2 separate regions of the Oryctolagus cuniculus genome follow, and region 2 is linked to region 1. Evidence: chromatin contacts called from public Micro-C data. All regions are on one chromosome and are shown on one strand. The core of a region is the stretch at or near the end of the contact, and the rest is flanking DNA. Distances in the headings are between cores, read along the strand shown. Region 1 overlaps PTPN5 (protein tyrosine phosphatase non-receptor type 5). Region 2 holds the start of TSG101 (tumor susceptibility 101).

The links. A called contact is a pair of places that touch in the nucleus more often than the background predicts.
Region 2: a Micro-C map of ear pinna shows a contact between it and region 1, with 5 times the contacts expected there. The contact joins the promoter of TSG101 here to the enhancer-like site in region 1. A contact is called at or near these places in 3 of 6 Hi-C or Micro-C datasets (ear pinna, psoas muscle and an unstated tissue).

The regions. Positions count from the first base shown.
Region 1 is chr1:47,716,527-47,720,863 of mOryCun1.1, reverse strand. PTPN5 (protein tyrosine phosphatase non-receptor type 5) reads right to left here. Exons shown (of 12, transcript XM_070072575.1): 7 at 4,081-4,160; 8 at 3,815-3,952; 9 at 3,249-3,359. Among named protein-coding and RNA genes, the nearest start is that of IGSF22, 7.0 kb to the left of the region's middle. Within about 2 kb of position 2,608, at least 6 of the 8 cell types and tissues checked have an H3K27ac peak or open chromatin away from gene starts, as enhancers often do. A contact at or near this core is called in ear pinna, where this site is marked.
Region 2 is chr1:47,894,040-47,898,622 of mOryCun1.1, reverse strand. TSG101 (tumor susceptibility 101) reads right to left here and starts at 1,835. Exons shown (of 10, transcript XM_002721366.5): 1 at 1,627-1,835. The coding sequence starts at 1,668. It overlaps LOC103352454 (a long non-coding RNA gene), which reads left to right and starts at 1,827. Exons shown (of 3, transcript XR_519919.4): 1 at 1,827-2,013; 2 at 2,390-2,458.

The DNA.
Region 1 (4,337 bases), core at 1,359-3,858:
TGCCCTTGGCCCTCCGGCATCCCTAAGGGCTGTAGATCAGGTTTCTGCAGGGCTTCCGTGTGCACGCACACACACACGTGTGTACACACATGCAGGCACACATTCCATCTTCCACGCCCGACTTTTACTCTTTTCTCACAATGCTCTCCCACTCTGTCCCTGGCCAACTGTCACCCTTCATTCAAGACCCTGCTGGGCAGGACCACTCCCAGGACGGGTGCTCTGCCTGAGCTGGCTGCCAGTACAGCGGGCCTCTGCACCCTGACCTGCTCTGGCCCAGTACTTCCCACCTGCGGGGTGCTTCGAGGGCAGAGTACGTGCTTCGGACAGCTCTGTGTTCCCAGAACCCACCCCAGACCCCAGCCCTGGGCGGATGCTTGTAACGGTTTATGGACAAAAGGAAATGACCCTCGAAACCCACGGTGCCCTGGCTCCTCCCTTACCAGCCCCCAGGAGCTGAGCAGACCCGGAAGCCCCCCCCCCACTCGTGCGTCTCTCTTGGGAATTTCTGTCCAGGAGGCCGTTGGGTCCCTCAGGTCCTTGGGACAGTTATCACAGGCCCTGCTCTGCACCTCCTGGCCCTCCCTGCCCTGAAGCCAGTCCTGCATCCCAGAGCTGCCCAGGTGCCCCTAGCACCGGAGCCGGTGTGCGTGTGTGTGTGTGGTGGGGTGTGTATGTGTTTGTGGGGTGTGTCTGTGGGATGTGGAATGTGTGGGGTGTGTGTGTGAGATGTGTGGGATGTGGTTGTGTGTGGGTGTGTGTGGTTTGTGTGGGGTGTGTGTGTGGGGTGTACGTGTGTGTGATATATGTATGTGGTATGTGTGTGTGTAGTATGTGTGTGGTATATGCGTGTTGTGTGTGTGGTGTGTATGTGGTGTGTGTGTGGGGTGTGTGTGTGGCGTGTGTGGCATGTGTGTGGTGTGTATGTGGCATGTGTGTATGTGCATGTGGTGTGTGGCGTGTGTGTGTGTGTGGGGTGTGTGTGTGAGGTGTGTGTAGTGTGTGGGGGTATATGTGTGTGTGTGTGTGTGGGGTGTGGTGTCTGGTGTGTGTGGGTGTGTGGTGTGTGTGTGGGGTGTATGTGGATGTGTGGATGTGTGGTGTGTGGGGTGTGTGTGGGGTGTATGTGGATGTGTGGATGTGTGGTGTGTGGGGTGTGTGTGGTGTGTGTGTATGTGTGTGGGGTGTGGGTGTGTGGTGTGTGTGTGGTGTGTCTGGGGTATGTGTGGCGTGTGTGTGGCACGTATGTGGTGTGTGTGGTGTATGTGTGTGTGTGTGGCGTGTGTGTGTGTGGTGGGGGTGAGTGTGGTGTGTGTGGAGTATATGTGTGTGGTGTGTGTGTGGTGTCTGGTGTGTGTGTGGTGTGTGTGGGGGTGTGTATGTGTAGGGTGTGGTGTCTGGCATGTGTGTGGCATGTGTGTGGCGCGTGTGTGGTGTGTATGTGTGTGGTGTGTGGCATGTGTGGTGTATGTGGTGTGTATGTGTGTGGCATGTGTGTGGTGTGTATGTGTGTGGTGTGTATGTGTGTGGCGTGTGGTGTGTGTGTGGCATGTGTGGGGGTGTGTGGCATGTGTGGTTTGTGTGTGTGGGGTGTGTATGTGTGTGGCGCATGTGTGTGGCGTGCACGTGTGTGTGTGTGGGGGCGTGGTGTGTGTGTATGTGTGGGTGTGTGTGTTGCATGTGTGTGTGGTGTGTGTGTGTGGTGTGTGGAGTATGTGTGTGTGGTGTGTGTGTGTGGGGGGTGTGTGTGATATGTGGCTGTGTCATGTGTTGGGTGTGTGGTGTGTGTGGCGTGTGTGTGGTGTGGTGTCTGGGGTATGTGTAGCGTGTGTGTGGCATGTATGTGGTGTGTGTGGTGTGTGTATGTGTGTGTGTGGCGTGTGTGTGGCGTGTATGTGTGTGGTGTGATGTGTGTGGCGTGTATATGTGTGTGGTGTGTGTCGCGTGTGTGGGGGGGTGGGGTGTGTGTGTGTGGGTGTGCGTGGGGTATATGTGTGGGGGTGTGTTTGTGTGTAGAGTGTGGTGTCTGTGGGGTGTGTGTGTGTTGCATGTGTGTGTGGTGTGTGTGTGTGGAGTATGTGTGTGTGGTGTGTGTGTGGGGTGTGTATGTGTGTGATGTGTGTGGCGTGTGTGTGTGTGGTGTGGTGTCTGGGGTATGTGTAGCGTGTGTGTGGCATGTATGTGGTGTGTGTGTGGCGTGTGTGTGGTGTGATATGTGTGGCGTGTATATGTGTGTGGTGTGTGTCGTGTGTGGGGTGTGTGTGTGTGTGTGTGCGTGGGGTATATGTGTGGGTGTGTGTGTGTGTGTAGAGTGTGGTGTCTGTGGGGTGTGTGTGTGTGTTGCATGTGTGTGTGGTGTGTGTGTGTGGAGTATGTGTGTGATGTGTGTGGCGTGTGTGTGTGTGGGGTGTGTGTGGGGTGTGTGTGTGTGGGGGGGCAGGCAGCCTATTGGAGTCGTCGTCCCGGGCTGGAGCGCCTTTCCCGAGGCGGGCTCCGTGCTCCGTGCTGTGTCCTCGGGCTCACAGGGTCCGCTCCCGGCGCCGCCTCGCTCCCTCCCACCTTCAGGACTGTTACGGGGAGCTCCTCCTTCCCCAACGCAGATCCCTCCACTTCGCAAACACGGAACCCACGAATCCCCCCCGATTCGAAAGGAACAGTCTCCTGTTATGCGATCCTGGAAGAGGCACCACTTCAGGGTGGGAGGATCCCTCCGCTCACTCTTCCGGGCTGTTCTGCACTGCTCATATGTTGCTGCCTTCCCTTTTCTTGCCATTTTCTGTAACCACAGCCTCTGTGCAGCGCCGCAGCAGCAGGGAGCGTCTGCCCTCTGGTGGACAGGGCCGGCACTACAGCCAGGAGCCCAGCCCAGCCCAGGTCTTGAAGGGACCGTTTCTAGGGCAGATCTCCAAGTCGTTAAGGAGCCCTCACTCATGAGGACCGTGCAGGAGGCTGCAGAAGTCCCCCCATCCACCCCTTCCCGGCCTCGGGCCAGCGGGCATTGTAAATGGCAGTTTACATAGAGAGAGTCCATCAGCAACGAATGTAGCTGAGCTCTAGGAAAAGCAGCTGAGGTTTGGTTTGGTCCTGCCTGGCCCCCAAGTCCATCTGCGCCTCCTTCGCCTCTACTTATCAGTAAATCCTGACAAAGGCCTTTGTTTCCGCTGCAGTGGACGGCTGCACCCTGTTCTCAGTGGAGTCCCCAGTGGTGCCCCTCGCTTCCATCCACCCAGCCCGGCCCCAGAGCTCACCTTGAGGGAGATGAGTCGCAGCCGGTAATCCTCAGTGTGGATGACCCTGTGCACGGTGATCTCTACGCCATCGTGCACCACCTGCTCCTCCGGCCAGTACTCGGTGCATTTCTGCAGGGGCCCAGATCAGGCTGCGACCCGCCCTCTGCCCCATCCCCTGCCACACCCCCATCCCTCCTCAATGCCCCTCCAGGGCCAGCAGGGGGCATAAAAACACAACAGGTCCCGAGCTCCACAATCTATAAGAACATGAACTCTATGGCTCGGCGTATGTATCCGGCAGTTGGAAACTGTCCTCATTCTTAAGGACTTCTATGGGGAGTCAATGAACCCGGCTGTCACGGGTACAGCCAGTGTTGGTCCTGGCCGGCTGGGAAGCAGCTGAGCATCACGGGCACCGGCGGTGGAGAGGCTGGCTCCAGGCTCCACCAGCGACCACATGGTCCAGCTCTGGCTGCTGTGAGCCCCGCCAGCCTCACAGGCCAGTCCTAGGATTCACGTGGGATCCTGATGCTTGGGACAGGACACAAAGCAGCGAGCACTTGGTCACAGCCCGGGGTCCCTACCTCGTTCATCTCCTCGATGTTGGTGATCATGACGATGATGGGCGCGTGCTCCTGCCACACCATGCGCCAGAAGTCGGCCACCGTGCTCACGATGGGGCCCTGCGTGGCGATGTACACCTTCTCCTCGCCGCCGTAGCCCTGTGGCCAGCCGAGCCCAGGTTGTCAGGCTTGGAGGCAGCACTCCCAGGGCCCAGTCCCCACACTGGGGCTTGTCCCGGGGCTGGCAGCAGCCACACTGGTTTGGCCGTCGGGATGGGGCTACGTACCCGGATGTAGTTGGCATTGATGTAGGAACTCAGAGGATCCTCGGGATCTGGCGAGCTCAGACACACTCTGCTGTGAGGGTCTGGGGTGGGGGAGGGAGCCAGGTGAGGCAGGGACCTGGGCACGGCCCACTCCAGGGCCCCACCCCTCTTCTGGGACCCAGGCAATTCTTCCTTCCCCCTGGCCATTAAACAAGGACCCCTCTTGGGGTCCATTTGGACAGGACAGGCGCGGCCTCGGGTAAGGAGGCAGTGGGAGA
Region 2 (4,583 bases), core at 586-3,085, 180 kb before region 1:
TTTTATTTATTTTGTCTGATTGCTCACTGTGGTACACCTAGAATGTAAAAAGGCATGAGGTACGATCGTTAACCTGTCAGCTCTCTTCTACAGACTTAACAGTGACTCCTCCTAGGCAGGGGTGGGGGAACATCAGCCCAGGGCCGCAAAATCATTTGGCCTGGTTCTGCCAAAGCAACCGCAGGTGGGACTCAACATTCAATACACCTACGGCAGGCTAACTTTTAAGTTGATCATTTTGTATGGCCCGTGAATGCTGCTAGAAATATCCCATGGCCCTTGGCAGAAAAAAAGTTCCGCACCCCAGTATAGGAATAACATAGATACACTAGTAAGAAAGAACACGAGAGTTTTCTGCATGAACAGTCCGAAGTATGAGGGTACTTCAAAAAGATCGTAGAAAAATGGAATTAAAAGTTTATTTTGGTATACAAAATACTGTTTTTCGTGAAGTAATATATAACTGTTACAACAGAGACCTTTACCTGAGTCACAATCTTCTCTAATTCCCCCAAAACCTGCTCTATAATTAACGATAACTACTCTACCAAAGAAAATCAAGAGGTCCCACAGATAGGTTCAGACAACCTAACCACATGAGTTTAGAAAAACTGTCGGTGTCTCTTTGGAGGTTACCTGGTCTTCAGTCAAGAGGAGGACGATTTTTACCAGAAAATGGCTTTTTTATTTAAGTACGTTTTTTTATTTAAGTACGTTTCACTAGAAGTTGAAACCTGCTGAAACAAACTATTTCTATCATTCTTGCTTTGACCGTGTATCTAAAGCTAACCCTTTTAAAAGAAAAATCAACTCTCAACCACTTTATGAGTACGTACGTCTTCCATTCACCTCTGGTCAATTATGTTATACGGGCATCCGGTGACCCATTAGAAAGGCTCAGCAAAATAAATCACAGCTTTAAACTATAAGACGCCTAACTGCTTCGTAACAAACAATGACACCGCTCTTGAGTTGTGAAGGCCGTGAATTAAGCTCAAAGTTAACAAACCCGCACCCTAAGAGGCATACGACCAACAGCAGTCGCTGCTAGCCAACTCCCGACGCGGCGATGGGATTCTATTGATTTCACCTGGGGCGAGGCGGGACGGCTCCCCTGGCTCCCGTGCAGCTTTAACGCAGCCGATGCAGCCCGCGATTCTGTGCTGAGCCGCGTGGGCACTGCACGACGGAAAAGGCCACAATCTCTAGGGGCCACTACGGAGGGGCTGAGGCCGTCAGACCCCCGCGCCGGGACAGGTACGACTCTCCCCTCCTCCGCCCCGAGTGTGTGTGTGTGTAAACGCTAGCACGAAAACTACAGTGCCCCACAGTCAGCTCCAAACTCTCCCGGACAGACAAGGGCGGGCGGCAGGTGGCAGGCAGCCTCGCTCCCCGCCTTTGTTGACTGTCGCCGCGCCCCCCGCCCCTCCCCAACCTTCCCTGGCTCGGGAGCGGGCACTCCGAGGCGACAGCTCGGGGCGCCGGGCCGTGGGGGCGGCGGAGGGCTGCGCTGGGGCTTCCGGCCCGCTCGGGAGGCTGGCTGGGCCGGACCGGTTGGGTCCGGACCGGGCGCGGAAGGGAGTAGTGGGTGCGCGCGGGACGGCGAGCGCGGCGTCGCGACCTCACCTTGGACACCATTTTCTTGAGCTGGCTCTCCGACACCGCCATGACGGCCACTGCGCGACTCCCGTCCCTGCAGGCAGAGGGTCAGCCGCTCCGGGGCTGCCCCAGGTTGCCCCAGACAATCGCAAACCGAGCGGCCAGCCCCCTACCCGCGCCTCTAATAACAGGAAGTCAGCACCACCAGGCACTTCCGCTTCCCTCACGTCACTTCCGAGGCCGCCGTCCTGCGGAGAAGGGTGGCCGCGGTCCTGCGGAGGGTGAACGCCCTGCGGACTCGCGGCCCCTGGGCCGGCGGCTTCCGACCAGCCGACCCACAGCGTCCTAGAGCCGGATCCCAGAGATGAGAGCCAGCCTGTTCCGAGGGTGGAATCTGGGGCCGGGATGAGAGTGGTGGGTATTTCACAGTCGCCCTTAGACTTAAGGAAACAGGTGCAGGGCGGACAAGAGGCACCAGCGGCATGCGAATGAGCCCTAACGACTGACTCATCAAGTGGAACTTGCCCCGGTGATTGTAGTAAATAAGCGCACTACGAGCTCGGGCTTACATTTTCTCCAACTCTGAGAGGTTTGCATTAGGTGATGCCCGCGGTTTCTCTGATTATCAGGCGACTCCCCTCTCCCACCCTAAAGTCCTTCATACTGCACCCACAAAGGCAAAGTGTAGCGTTGTTCTTTCTCAGGAACAAAGCGATTTCTTCTGCAGGACACTTTCCTCCCCAGACATAAACGATAACGTAGCTACCTTGCGTGTGTTTTGTACTACTAGCCTGTCCACCGAGACCTTGAGGGCGGGATTATCTTCAGATCCTCGTCGCCTTGTACAGTGCAAGAGCAGGTATTCGATCTTAACTGCTACTTCCCATAAAACTTCATCATAGTGACTCGTATTATTACCCCACACCACTGCCAGTTTTTTAAGCACACTGTCGTAGTAGATCTTGGGTTTGATGGCGTGAAGTATGATAGTTTGCACGATTTTAGTAGAGCACTAACGAGAATAAGGCTGTGGTATTGATCCCCTTGGAAGGTCCACTAAGAGAACCTGATTGAAAACACGTGGAAGCATCACCATAAACTCCTGCCAAAACACACTGTCCCAATGGATACATTTTGGAAAACTCTGTTGGTTAAGCCTACAGCTCCGGTCAAAGCAAACTATGGGTCAGTCTATCCTTCCATTGCATCTGCTGTTTTGTTACTTTAAAGGCATGATTTCAAACTGGTCTTAAAGCCACAGCTTACTCAGGAAAACCCTCAACAAGAGCAATTCCACTCTTACGAATTGGAGGAGCACCAGGGAATGTATTGTTTTTAAAAGTTTGAAAATGATGTTTGAAATGCAGAACGTCCTGAGTGCTGTATGAACTGTATGAAAAGAAATTTCTGCTTAATCTGAATAAAATTTTCTCTTAATAAATCAGGCATCATCTGGTGATTTTAAAATCAAAGTTTATTTTATTCATTATTCTTGATAGGTAAGGACACACATGTATATTGAAAAAGAAAATATATATACTCTGCTACAATATAAAAAAGCATTTTAATCCAAGCCCCATTAAAAATCATAACAAGAGGCACTGCATCATTTTAGAAAAATGAAGAAGTTAAAGTTAATAAAAGCATTATCAATGTCAAATTATCACCAAACCATAGTGAGGTGGTGGTGATGGTGATAGTACAGTTTCTTATAACATGGGACTGACAACATGATTGCTAATACTTAACACTCGAGAAATATCATAAAGAAAATTATTTCTATAGTATGACCTTATGGAGGGTAAGGAGGTAGGGACTGCTATTCATCTTTGGATATTCAGATTCTAACACAGCACCTGGAATAACAGTAAGTGTTCAGTAAGTGTATTTACATGTTCCTTTTATAATTAACAGTAAATTCTTAGTAATTCATCTGTTATACTACAATATTTTGTAGTTGGGTTACTGATCAAGAAATACTTGCATATCGGATACTAGAAAGTAGTTTTAAAAAATGCAAGTTGGGGGGCCGGTGCCGTGGCTCACTTGGTTAATCCTCCACCTGCAGCTCATGAGCTCTGGGTTCTAGTGCCAGTTGCTCCTCTTCCAGTTCAGCTCTCTGCTGTGGCCTCGGAAGGCAGTGGAGGATGGCCCAATTGCTTGGGCTCCTGCACCAGCATGGGAGACCAGGAGAAGGCACCTGGCACCTGGCTCCTGTCTCCTGGCTCCTGACTTTGGATCAGCGTGGCTCCGGCAGTAGCAGCCATTTGGGGAGTGAACCAACAGAAGGAAGACCTTTCTCTCTGTCTCTCTCATTGTCTATAACTCTACCTGTCAAATAAATAAATAAAAATCTTTAAAAAAATGCAAGAAATGGTTCTTTCAGTTACACTTTGCTGTTTCAAACAGAAGTTTTATTACAGCAACACCAAAATAACCTGTGTATTGAAATGTCCAAGGTTTTTCTTCAGCTAACTTTGGTGTGAATCTTTCCAAGTATACTAAATGTTTTTCTAAACATGGAGTATTGAATTTCACCTCTCTACGGCTGAAGTTCATCACTGTATGCATTTTTTTAAGGATTTATTTTTTTTTATTTGACAGGCAGAGTTACAGAGAGAGGTAGAGACAGAGAGAGAGTTCGTCCATCTACTGGTTCACTCCCGAAATGGCCACAACTGCCGGAGCTGCGCTGATCCGAAGCCAGGAGCCAGGAGCTTCTTCCAGGTCTCCCATGTGGGAGCAGAGGCCCAAGCAGCTGGGCCATCTTCTACTGCTTTCCCAGGCCATAGCATAGAGCTGGATCAGAAGAGGAGCAGTCAGGAATAGAACCATCATCCATATGGGATGCCAGCGCTTTAGGCCAGGGCGTTAACCCGCTGAGCCACAGTGCCGGCCCCCTACTGTATGCATTTTTATACTAGGTCAGCATTAGATTGAATATTTCTTCTCTACCTAGGATGTGTCTGCCCTTATAAACCACC